2 separate regions of the Sus scrofa genome follow, and region 2 is linked to region 1. The links are chromatin contacts, called in public Hi-C maps. All regions are on one chromosome and are shown on one strand. Each heading gives the region's core, a stretch centred on a gene start, on an enhancer-like site or on the middle of the called end of the contact. The rest is flanking DNA. Distances are from core to core; before and after follow the strand shown. Region 1 overlaps LOC106505934 (a long non-coding RNA gene). Region 2 holds the start of RBM19 (probable RNA-binding protein 19).

What was found. Hi-C and Micro-C count contacts between places; a contact is called where the count stands out from the background.
Region 2: a contact with region 1 is called in a Hi-C map of embryonic fibroblasts, with 2.0 times the contacts expected there. The contact joins the promoter of RBM19 here to the enhancer-like site in region 1. A contact is called at or near these places in 2 of 5 promoter capture datasets (fetal skeletal muscle and liver) and 6 of 47 Hi-C or Micro-C datasets (embryonic fibroblasts, heart right ventricle, mesenteric adipose tissue and 3 more).

The regions. Positions count from the first base shown.
Region 1 is chr14:36,616,077-36,622,132 of Sscrofa11.1, reverse strand. All of the region lies in intron 3 of LOC106505934 (a long non-coding RNA gene), which reads right to left. Among named protein-coding and RNA genes, the nearest start is that of MED13L, 560 kb to the right of the region's middle. Within about 2 kb of position 2,457, at least 2 of the 83 cell types and tissues checked have an H3K27ac peak or open chromatin away from gene starts, as enhancers often do. A contact at or near this core is called in embryonic fibroblasts, where this site is marked.
Region 2 is chr14:38,078,336-38,084,391 of Sscrofa11.1, reverse strand. RBM19 (probable RNA-binding protein 19) reads right to left here and starts at 2,350. Exons shown (of 25, transcript XM_005670677.3): 1 at 2,174-2,350. The coding sequence starts at 2,209.

The DNA of each region.
Region 1 (6,056 bases), core at 1,208-3,707:
CAGGTATATAAAACACCCGTTTCAGGCCAACATCTAAAGCATTCCTTCCAACTTCATCAGGGATGTATCTTAACAGCTCAGACATGCTTTCCAGTTGAAAACATTCATTTAATTAGCAGGCATTTTCCAAAACGGATGTGCCTTTCTCAATCACTGTGTCTGCGGCGGACATTTGTTGAAAAGGTGCCCCCTTCCCCCAGACATCAAAGCTTATGCTTGCAGACCTTTCTCCCCCAATTACTTCCATTGGAGAAGGACAGCCGGGCGGGCGGGAAATCGGTCACAACATGCAAGATGTTTTCCCTTTGTAGAAAAGATGCTTGTGGGGTAAGGTCCTTCGGGGGGAGGGAGAAAAATCTACGTCTTTGTTTAATCTGTGTCTTTATAAATGTTTCTTTTGCCAGCATGGGCTGCTCACTGTGACTGGCCAAAAATCATCTCTCACTGAGATCTAGCTTCCTCTCCCAAGAATAATATCAAGAACAGTCTTTAAGATACAGTTTCATTGGGTTTGTTTTATTTCTTCCTGATTTTTGCGACTACTTGGTTGTGCATTCTGGCTCTTGTGTCTGCCTTATAGGTTACAGCTCGATTTGAGTAGAGACTCTGTACCTTCTTCTCTCTTGAGTCCCTGTATCCCAGAGCCTGGGGCAGTGGTGGATATGGAGTGGAGATAGCACCAATATTTTGGAAAGATGATGCTCCTTAAAACACAACTCTCCAAATCCACTGAGGCTATAGTTGCAGTTGGTTGAATCAACCTCTTGCCCTAAACTCTTCCATAACTCCCCATTGCCATCTGGATAATGAGCTTTAGCAAGGCTCACAAACCTCAATTCAGCCTACTTTCCAACTTCAACTCTGCTTCTCCTAACCTCAGCCAGATAACTTATTTGCAGTTTCCAGCATCCTACCTTCCCCACTTCACCACCAGCCCTTTTGTACATCCTCATCCTGCTCCCTGAAACTGTCTGTCCCACCTTCTCCACCTTGTTCCTTCAACTCAGCATCAGGTCTCAGCTTTGATGTCACCTCCTCCAGGAAGCCTTCCCTGCTTCTTCCCTCCACCCACACTAAAAGAATTGAATCAAGTGTGCTGCCCAGCACTATCACAGCTTACCTCCTCCAGCACTGATGGTGATACTATAAATGCCCATTTATATCTCTATCACTCTCAACAGACCTAAATCCTCTAAGTGCCAAGTCTCAGACTCTGGTAGATATTAAGCCCTCAATGAATAGCTGAGTGAACAGAATAAAACATAAACGTGGGCAGGGGAGTGGAGAGATCATAGCATCCAGGTAGAAAGCACTTGAATTTTCCTTATTAAAATTGTTGTCCTACAGAGTGCTGCACATGATCCTGATGGTGGTCGTATTCCAACCCTTATCCCCAACCCCTGGATGCACAAAGACTGAATCTTCCCTAACATGATCCCAACCAGGAAATCAACTTGGACCTGCAAGGTAATTCCAGCCAAATGAGTCTGGTTATGATTCTCCAAGCAAGCTAAGTTTGCCCCACAGCCTGACCCAGAGAATTTGGTGTCTGAGACAAGCCACTCCATGTGAACCTTCAAGGGTATGAAGAAGGTTGAGGGGAGAAGGAAAGGAAAGGATGATGGAGGTACTTGGACAGAAATGCTATCTCTGCTTGACTTTGGGTTCTGGTTATACTCCTGCCCAGCAATGGCTAAAATACCAGGACTCAATATAAAGATATGATGGGAAATAGGTAAGACCTAAAAACTGGAAAAAGTATGTTTCCTCCAAATTTCAGAGTCACAGGGGAAACTCCATCTTACCCTTGGTTAGCTCTGTCCTACACGGAGCTTTAGCAGGTAAGTGGGCTTTGGTATTCTGCTCTGAGAGTGCTGTTGCAAAGCTCACTGCTAAAAAGGAATTATTGGTTCTCTCAGCCTCCACCTTCATTGCAGCTCTTTGGGGACAGTAAGTTTACACTTCTGTTTCTCAGCACCTCAAATCTCTCTCCCCTGGGCTGGCACTCTAAGGAAAGTGCAAGAGGATTCTAGGCTCCTCAGGTTTTCCTCTTGACAGAAGCATCCCTTTTCTACCTCAAAATGTGTGCTTGAGAACCATACATAGATACCCTAATTTAATGCACACTCTCCCAGGTGTCCAAACTCTATCTTTGCATCTTTCAGACTGTGTGATATTGAGCAAGTGACCTAACCCTTCTGAAACCTGTTTGTAAAGTGGGATATTAAATACAGCTCTGTCATGGAGAGAGAAGATCTCTTTGGGTGAAGATGAAATGAGATGCTAGAGAAAAAGCACCAAGCATGTCTCCTGGCTTCCATGAAGCACTTACCAGCAACTATTATTGCTGCATTGGAATGAACTTTTTTCTTGAACGAGCACTTGCATTAGATCACTGTTATTTCCAACTCAGATTCTGTAATCCTAACAAAGTATGCTGAATAAACAAAAAATAGATTTTTCTGTCGTATATAAATGTCAAGCTTCAGAAAATGCACATGAGACAAAGAGCTGGTTTTCACTGACTCCAGGATGTATCACGAAGAAGTTTTGTTATTTCTGTTGTTAATACATTCCTGATAGCCACTTGTTTCCTGGTTATTTGCCTCTCTGGCTCTGATTGGCTGGGTTCCAGTTTCTTGAGGTTTTTACTGCATTTGGAAGCTATGTTATGAAAACCTTGAAGCCTCCACGAAAATGAAAACTTCCTTTTCTTCCCCTTTCTCCCCAGAGTGTGGTGGCCAAATACCCCTCTGATTTGGAGGACTAGCCAAGTTCAAATGCTCTGTAGCAACAATTCTATATCAGTTGTCACAGAAATCATTGCATTTTGGCATCTACACTGTAATTCCCTGCCTTGCCTCTCAACCTGATAAGTGGCCAAGAAAATCCTTTGTTGGTTCTGAGCACTACCCATTTCTGTTCAGATCATTTGACTCTGTATTTATGATATATCTCTCTTTGTCCTTTATCCAACTACCCTTCCCCTTCACCCAACCATTATACTCATCTGTCAGTTGCCTCCCCCATTTCTAATAATATCATGCACACATACACAAATGTACATACACATGCGACCACACAATACACACGGTCAACATCCTTCTCTCCCTCCACCATGGGCATCCCCATCATTAGGATTTGTGGCCAACACAAATTTTTGTTAAAAGGTTTGAGAAAAAACAAAAATGCCTTTCATTAGCACAGGGTATGTGAAGGTGTTGTAATCACACCACTAACCAAAGAATCTGTTTTTTCCCTGAATACCTGAAAGGATTTGGATAATCCTACAAAGTAACAGTCTTGTTTTCTGCTCAGTGGTGCCAGACCAAAATCCACCCACACCAAGACAAATGTTTCTTTTTTAGCTCTAGCAAGCTTCTCAAAAGCAAGACAACCCACAACCTACAAATGTGGCAACCTGGCTTGATCATGTTCCTCCTTCTCTTCATCTTTTGATGATATCGTTGACTACCCAGAATCAGCTCTAAGGTGCCTGTCCATACCCTTGTCAAAAAGACCAAGAACAGCACCAAAAAGCAGGTCCAGGAGTAGTAACCAGGGGTGGAGTGCCATCTGCTGGCCATTTTTCTAAGACCGCTTCCAGCTTCTCAGCCCACACTAGGAAAAGTTCCCTCATTTCAAAGCTGCTGAAAGAATCTCATGGTCGGGCATGGGAACAAATGGGTTTTTTACTGTATTAATATCCTGTTATTGAGAATAGGCTTTTAGAAATAAAGCCTCCTTCTCTTTCACTTTTTTAGGTATTTAAAGCAAAATCATAAATCTGGGAACTCTGCTAATAATTGCTTTTTGTTGTTGTTGTTACAGTGTTATATTGGTGAATAATAATAATAAACTCTTTAAAAATTCAGTTTTACACACTCATAATTGGGACCCCCTAAATCAGCATATCATGCTTTGCAAAGGGATTTATGATCCTTGGCAAGTTTACGAGACCTTAACACAACAAAGGCAAGAAAATCGAGGAATAGCCGAAAAATAAAACTGAAATGAATGAACCCGTTTCCAAAGGAGCAAGAACACAGCTAATGAACATATATTTTTGTGATGAGGCTGATTATGTTTCACATGTAAGTAAGCATTTCTATTTAAGATCCTATGGACTCATTTCTTTCCTCTAGGCTATTACATTTTTGTAGTCTCCTAAAATCCAGAGGAAACACTGGGGGTTCTCCCTTTTAAATAATGTGCCTCTTCCAAGAGAGAAAAACAGAAAAGTCACATGCCTAGCTCTGCTTCTTTAGAGTTTGCTTCGCTTCTCTTCTTTCTGGTTTCAAAATAGACAGTGAACTGACAAAATTGGCAGGAGGGGAAAGGATACTTTTCTTCAAAAGAACTTACAACACATTTTTATTTGTAATATTCACCGGGAAGCGTGTCAATGACACACAAAAGTCAGACATTATCTTTCCAATTGCTCCTATGGAAGTTTTCTGAAATGATCATCTACGTAAGTGTAGACAAATATATGGAAAATAGTGCGAATCACTTACACACAAAAAACAGATCTGCCACGCTTGGAAATGCCCACTCTGGAGAAGGCTTGCCCTTTGGTTGGATGCATGTAAGATTTCTCTGCGGAACAAGTCCTAGGGGTTCTCATCATTCCTTTTGTTTGTGCTTTGCTCAGCCTTCCAGAGGCATCTACAAACTGTAGTCCTTACTGCCAGGGGAGGATTTGGTTAATAGTTCCTAGTATTTTCAGCCCCTTCATTGATTTCCTTCCTTTCTAGTATTTTTAGTTCCTGAGATAAAACCTCATTTATAACAAAGTCAAAATCCCTGGAAAACATTTCGTCAATGAAACAGTCAGCTTTGCTGTTCGTGATTTTACTGAATGAAGAGTGTTGTTTTTTTTTCCCCCTTGAAATCTAAAAAGCCATCTCTGATTATTTAAAGACAGGCACAAGGGTGGAATTTTTAAAATATCTTAAAATCGTATTTTAAAGGTTTGCTCTTTGCCATAAAATCGCCTTTCCGTAGGCACAGGACTGCTAGGACCAAATCATTCACTTTAGGAATTAGGGTCAGCCAGCACCAGATTCAATTCTGGCAGATCCTAAATAAAGGTATGTCTCAGCCTGGTTTTTTGTTCTTGTTTTTATCATTGTGTGTTATTCACAGTCCCTGATCTAAAATATTGAAATTTTGAGACATGATATTTTTAAACGAAACTCATCAAATAAGAAGTTCTATTTTTCTTTCCTTTTTCAAGACGTTTTATTTCTTTACAGGATCCTCTATTTCCCCCAAATTTGGAGAGGTTTTTGCAATCACTGTACATTTGAAATACCAGCTGCTAACTTCAACCCAATTTTCTGCCCTGTTTGAAAAGGACTTTTTGTTTGGGTTTTGTAGGGTTAGGATTGAGAGTGTGTGTGTGCCTGCGCGTGTGTGCACAGAAAGACAGAGAAAAAGAGAGAAAAGCACACAAATAGTTTTGCTTTGAAGTTGCTACATAATTACTGTTAAGATCTACCCAAAGGTACTGAGAGACAGCGCTCCTTACTCAAATCTGGTGAATGAACAGGCAAGCAACATCTAGGAAGACTTTTTTAAAGGATGGATGAAATGAAGAATCGGGAAAAATGCAACCAAGGTAGATGAAAGTTGTTGTGGTTTCTGTGGTTGTTTTCTTGCAGAGAAGCATTTAGGAAAGACAAGGAAAGGGGAGAAAGGAGATGGAGGGAACATGAAAAAGAGAAAAAAAACATTTATAGAGACAGGGTGAGAAAGAAAGAAAGAGGGAGGGGGAAGGAGGGAAGAAGAGAAAGGAAGGAAGAAGGGGAGAAAAAGAAATTAATTTACTGAGAAAGAGAGAGAAAGAAATTAATTTACTGAGCTGAGTATCTTCTTCTGCTTCCCTATTCAAAGCCCTATGTTCTTGGTGCAGAAACTGAACACTACATATGGAACACAGCAAAAAAGAGGGGGAAAATAATTTCCCTTGTTCATTTCCTTTGTTGGAATACTGGCTTGGAACATCTAAAGAGAAAACGGTCACAAAGTTGGTGAATTGTTCTTCTTAGAGC
Region 2 (6,056 bases), core at 1,101-3,600, 1.5 Mb before region 1:
GATCTGTCCAAGGTCTGTGGCTCAACTCAGATACATAAAAGGCAATGAATTCATCTTCCCATCACCTGGCAGAGACCACATTCAAGTCTGACCCATCATTCCTCCGACAAAAACCTTTGGGGACTTTTAACACCAAAGGCTCAAGAATAAACATCTAAGGAAAAACAGGCTGTTCTTCACGATCTGGTCCTGACCCACCTCTTGTGCCTCTTGATGAATTCCTTGCAGCCTTCTCTGCTTCTCATCTCTGAGGTTTTACTACTGTTGTCTCCTCTGGGTGAAATTTCCCCAGACAGGCCCTGGTTAACTCCTCCCCCAGGAAGTCGTTCTTAGATTCCCCAGGTGGGTCAGGTAACCAACCCCTCTGTGCTTACACAGCACCAGTTTGCACTTCAATCCCTGTACCTATGCCAGAATGATCTGGTGTGCCTGGTCCATTAGACTCCAAGGGCCATAAAAATGGGGACCAAGCTCTATCCACCTCTGTTTACAATGTCAGCAATGTACAGAGGACTCACTGCCAAATATTTATCTGATGGGACAGAGTAAAGACAAATGCATACAGTCATGCTAAGACAGACACGATGGTGTAGTGGTAAAGACTGCAAATTCTAGAACCAGCCTGCTCAGTTCAATCCCTGCTCTATGTGTGACCTCAGACAAATCACTTTACCTTGCTGTACCCCGGTTTCTTCACCTTTAAAGTGGGCATCATAGTAATGGAATCTTTCTCATTGGTTTATGGTAAAGTTTAAATAAATTACTTTACCTAATAGTGTCTGGCGCACAGTAAGTTCTCAAAGCATCAGGTGCTACTACTATGGTTTTTATTCATTCACTCATCACACGAGCAATGTTGAGAGACAAAGCCACACTGAGAAACACAATGAGATGCTAGTTGGGGGGAGGAGAATGAGTAGCCATGCTAAAATCCTCCTCCATCAGAGGAGGAAGGCACCAAGAGACACTGTCTGAGGCCAAAGGAGGGATCGATGATAGATATTTTTAAAGTATACTATTTAGGGTAAATGATGGAAGAATGAGAAACAAATAACATAGACTGGAAGGAAGGCACAGATGATGTAGGTTTCTTATCTTTCATAGTGGGGGTCAGCAGACAGTCATTGGGATAAATAAGCCAAGAAATCAAGGTTAAGAGGTCACTCTTTGGACACTGAGTGATGCCTATGAGGAGTACTAAAAACAAGCCATAAAGATGGTTATTCCTGGAGGGAGATGGAGGATGGGATGGAAAAAAAGACATTGTTTCTTGTTTTACACCACTGAACTTAAAAAATCCCTTGACAGTTTCCACCAGAGGTGGAAAAAAGGTAGAGTTAAAAAACACAACAATTAAACAAAAATGGCTTTATGTTCTTACTCTAAGGAGTACAGAAGATCTCTCAAGCCAACCAAATAGGAGTTTCATTATGGGAATGACCTTACTGGCAACACCAGTGGGTGAGTGTAGGGGCTCTCCCTTCAAGTTCTAGTGAAATAGAAACGGATGATCCACTCAGGTACACTGCATCTAATCATCTACCGCCACACATTCATCTAGTTTTTCATTCATTTATTCAGCATGTTTTTACTGCATGCCTACCATGTGCTCAGTTCTGTGCTTGACTCTAAGGAAACAGAGATAAGTATGGCTGGGTCACCCCTCCTCACTTACTGGACAAGTAGTCGCAAGCTCTTCACACCCAGTTTTCTTAAACTCTCCCTACCTGTCCTAAAGGCGGGAGTGGGAACTGGAACGCAGGTCGTCAGCCTATTGCTCCCCATTTTCCTCCCCGAAACTGTTCGCAGGGGAAGAGGAAAAAAGATAGTGTCTGACCCAGTCACGAGTCAACAAAAAAAAGTGATGCAAAAAGAGGGTTGTGGGAGCACGGCATTTGACACAACGTAGGGATTGGCATCTCCCGGGGAAGGAGGTGTCCGACTGGGGTCAGGAAACAACGTGCTAGTTGTGAAATTTTAAGCAGACGCTATCCCTCTCTCCCGTCTGTCAAATGGGGATCTGCCAAGAATCCTGACCCTTTTGGGTTCTGAATCATCCCGGAATCCTGCCTCAGAGCGTAATCCCCTAATTCTCCCCCAACTACCTCCCTCCCAACCCCCAGCTCCTCGCTGGTCCCAATTTCAGATTCCCAAGTCCAAGCTCTGTACTCACCCCATTCGGGAGGTTCTTCACGATTAGTCGGGACATGGCGCACGCTCTCCCAGTATTTTGATTCCAGCGCGAATGGATACCGACTCCCACAACAACTCTCACGCTACAACTGTGGGCGCCGCCATCTTTGGCTAGCCGGAACAAAATCACGTGCTCCAGGCGCGGCCGTCCCCTACTTCCCCGGAAGTAGGCGTGGCCAAAGAGTGTACCCAAGGAAGTCACACCCTCCAAGGGGCGGGCCTGAGCGTTTGCATTCTGCGCAGGTGCAGGGGAGACCAAATCCGTGGCGAAGTCGCGAGGAGGACGCTTATTCCCAACGCCGGCAGAATCAGACTGGAAATCGTTTGGTTAGACGGAAAATCATTTCAGCCTTCAACTTTATTTTATTTTATTGTTGAGTCCTAAAACGGCCATGCGAATGGAGGCAGAATTGGGGAATCTTGCTCTTTCAGAGATGGGGCTCAGAAAGGCTGCTAGGCACCAGGAATCAGTTACTGAACATCACCTATAAGTTTTAGCATGTGCTGCAAGGAAATAAACATCCCATTTTGCAGGCGAGGAAACTGGGAGCCAGGCAAGTAAGGCGGCTTGCTCAAAGTCATATAGCTATTAAATATTAAGTGGTATTAAGTGATAGGCTCAAAGAGCACTTGCTGTTTCAGTAAACAAAGAATAATGGTCTTTAAAGCCATCAGCTTCCCCCTCAGGTACACCCTGAGGGGAATTCAGGATGGAAAAAGATGGGATATTGACCCTAGAGAAAGCACATATCCAAGCAATGATTCCAATGAGCCCAGACTCTTGCATCTTCCTGTACATGGAAAAGCGCTGAAATCAACTTGAGAGTCTATTTTTTGAGTAGCAGTAATCTTTTGATGTTGAACTGATGGGATGGAGTAGGCACAGGTAGTTGTAGAAGTCCCAATAAAGGATCATAGATAGAGAGGGAAACCTGGGGGACTTTGAGAGATCACTGTAAGTTAATAATTGCTCAAGAAATCCATCAGAACAAGGCAGGCTTGCTTGACTAGCGCAAGTACGAGAATTGCTTCAGGTCATTGGGTGGGGGATGGGTTGAGGCCTGCATTCAGATTCTGACCCAGTGCAGGAATTTGAGGACCGCCTACACCTTACCAGATTCTAAGGAGGAGCTATAGCTCTGAGAAAGAGGACGAGGTGGTCTTTTCCCACCCCCAACTCCCCTTGGATGATAAAACTGTAGCCCACCAAGTTGGGGGGTGCGGGTGGAGGTGCAGAGCCTTCTTGCCTGCCCGCTTGCATCTCTCAAAAGAGTCCTATCTTAAATCTATTTCTTGCCTATCACTGTCTTTCGCTGAATTCCTTCTGCTCGGAGGCACGAAGAACCTGAACCTCAGTGGGTCCAGACACCAGGTGAGTGATTCTAATTTAAAACCATAGGTTTAAGTCCCAATCTTGCTTTAGGCTGGGTTCGAGTCCCAGCACGTGGGTTCAAGTCCCAATCTGGCTAGATTCAGGCCGGTAGTGCTCAGTTTCAGAACTACCTTCTTTGTTTCAGCAAAACCTCCTATCTATCCCAGCTCCCCACTTTACCTGTTGGGAACAGTCCTTCAGAGCTATCTGAGCTGTATCCTCCTGGGTGTAAGCCCTCAGAGACTTAGTGGCTTAAAAATAACAGAAATGTGTTCCCTCATGTTTCTTGAGGAGAGAAATCCAAGATCAAGGTGTGAGCAGAGCCGAGCTGCCCCTGAGTCTCTTGGGGAAGATCCTTTCTCCTATGTCCCAGCTTCTGGTGGCTCCAGGGGAACCATGGCTTGGGGCTGCATCGCTGCAATGGCTACCTCTGCCTTTGCATGGACTTCTCTCTGGTGTCTGAATCAAATCTGCCTCCCTTTCTTTTCTTTCGATAGCATGGCTGCTATTGGATTTAGGGCCCATCTTAAACCCAGGATGGTCTCATCTCAAGATCCTTAATTTTTTTTTTTTCCTTTTTATGGCTGCACCTAGGGCATATGAAAGTTCCCAGGCAAGGGGTCAAATTGGAGCTATATCTACTGGCCTACACCACATCCACAGCAATACCACAGCTTCGACCTGTGCTGTAGCTCTCGGCAACGCTGGATCATTAACCCACTGAGCGAAGCCAGTGGTCGAACCTGCATCCTCATAGACACTATGTCAGCTTCTTTTTGTGGACTTAAAAAAATACACAAACTGGGAGTTCCTGTTGTGGCTCAGTGGTTAATGAATCCGACTAGGAACCATGAGGTTGTGGGTTCGATTCCTGTTCTTGCTCAGTGGGTTAAGGATCTGGCATTGCCGTGAGCTGTGGGGTAGGTCTCAGACGTGGCTCGGATCTGCCGTTGCTGTGGCTGTGGTGAAGGCCGGCAGCTACAGCTCAGATTAGACCCTGGGCACCTCCATATGCTGCAGGTGTGGCCCTAAAAGGACAAAAGACAAAAAATTAAAAAAAAAAATCTTCTCCTAAAAATATCTGTCTGAAGACCTGTTCTGCCAGTTTTCCTGGCGCACAGAGTGCCTCACTCCTGATCTCCACCCTGAGCTCTGCTCAGGAGTTGCTGTGGGTCGGCAGCTGCAGTGACTCATTATTCAGTCCATGTAGAGGCTGATGCAAGTGATGACAAGTGCCAGTTTCCAGTTCACATTTTTTTTTAATTCAATGAGTCTTATTGTAGATTTTAAATTTTTTTCACTTTTTAAATTTTTTATTTTAAGGGAGAATTGCGACGATTTTTAATTTTTATGTATGTATTTTGCTTTTTAGGGCCACACCCGCAGCATTTGGAAGTTCCCAGGCTAGGGGTCAAATCAGAGCTACAACTGCCCGCCTATGTCACAGCCATAGCATAGCAACACGGGATCTGAAGGTCAGGTTTCACCCTCTCCGCAGTAGGCTGTCTGTTCAAAGGCAACACACAGACCCATGTAAAAACGTATTCCCCAGCCTAGAGGAGGTGATAAGGGTTGGACACTGTGTTTCCAACTCACTCATTTATCCAACAGATATTTATTGATATGTAGGCAAGTGCTCTTTAGTTAAATGACAATTAAGGGGTTGTTTTCTGCATATTGCAATCCTGCTCTGGATGGGCTGGAGGGGCTTTATGAGGCAGCTCTGAGATACTGGCCTTTTATGAGAGGGCAAGTGTGGGTTGCCCAGCAAGTCCTGGTTTTGTGTACTTTTATATTATTATTTTCATGAACTGCCTTGATTAAAATTTGCAACTAGATGTAGCCTTCCCTTAAAAAATTCACAAATCAGAAGGTCTTTCAAAGATATTAAAAGAAAATGGAATGCTCTAGGCCAATTGCCCCTCCCGGATCTGGGCCAGGAAAATATGGTCACCACATGTCAGGAAAGGAGGAACAGCTCCTGGGCTGTAGATCCCCGTGCATTTAATAAGCAGCCACGTTGTAACATTATTATTAGTCTTCCTGCTCTCCTTCCTGTTTTGTCTCCCACCTCCTTTCCTCTTCCAGCAAATATAATACAGAGGCACCAGGACCCCGCCAGGCTGGCCTCTCTGATGACACCTGGGAATTTACAGGGAAAAAAAAAAAAAAAAAGCAGGTAGGAGTTCCCGTTGTGGCTCAGTGGGTTAAGAATCCGACCAGTATCCATGAGGATGCAGGTTTAACTCCTGGCTTCATTCAGTGGGTTAAGGATCCAGTGTTGCTGCAAGCTATGGTGTAGGTTGCAGATGCACTTCGTATCTGGCTGTTGCTGTGGCTGTGGTGTAGACTGGCAGCTGCAGCTCCCATTCAACCCCTAGTTCGGGAAATTCCATATGTCACAGGTGCGGCCCTAAAAGGCAAAAAAAAAAAAAAAAAGGAGGGGTGAAGGAGGTCAGTATTTACAGGTGTGGAATAATTGCCAAGGCAT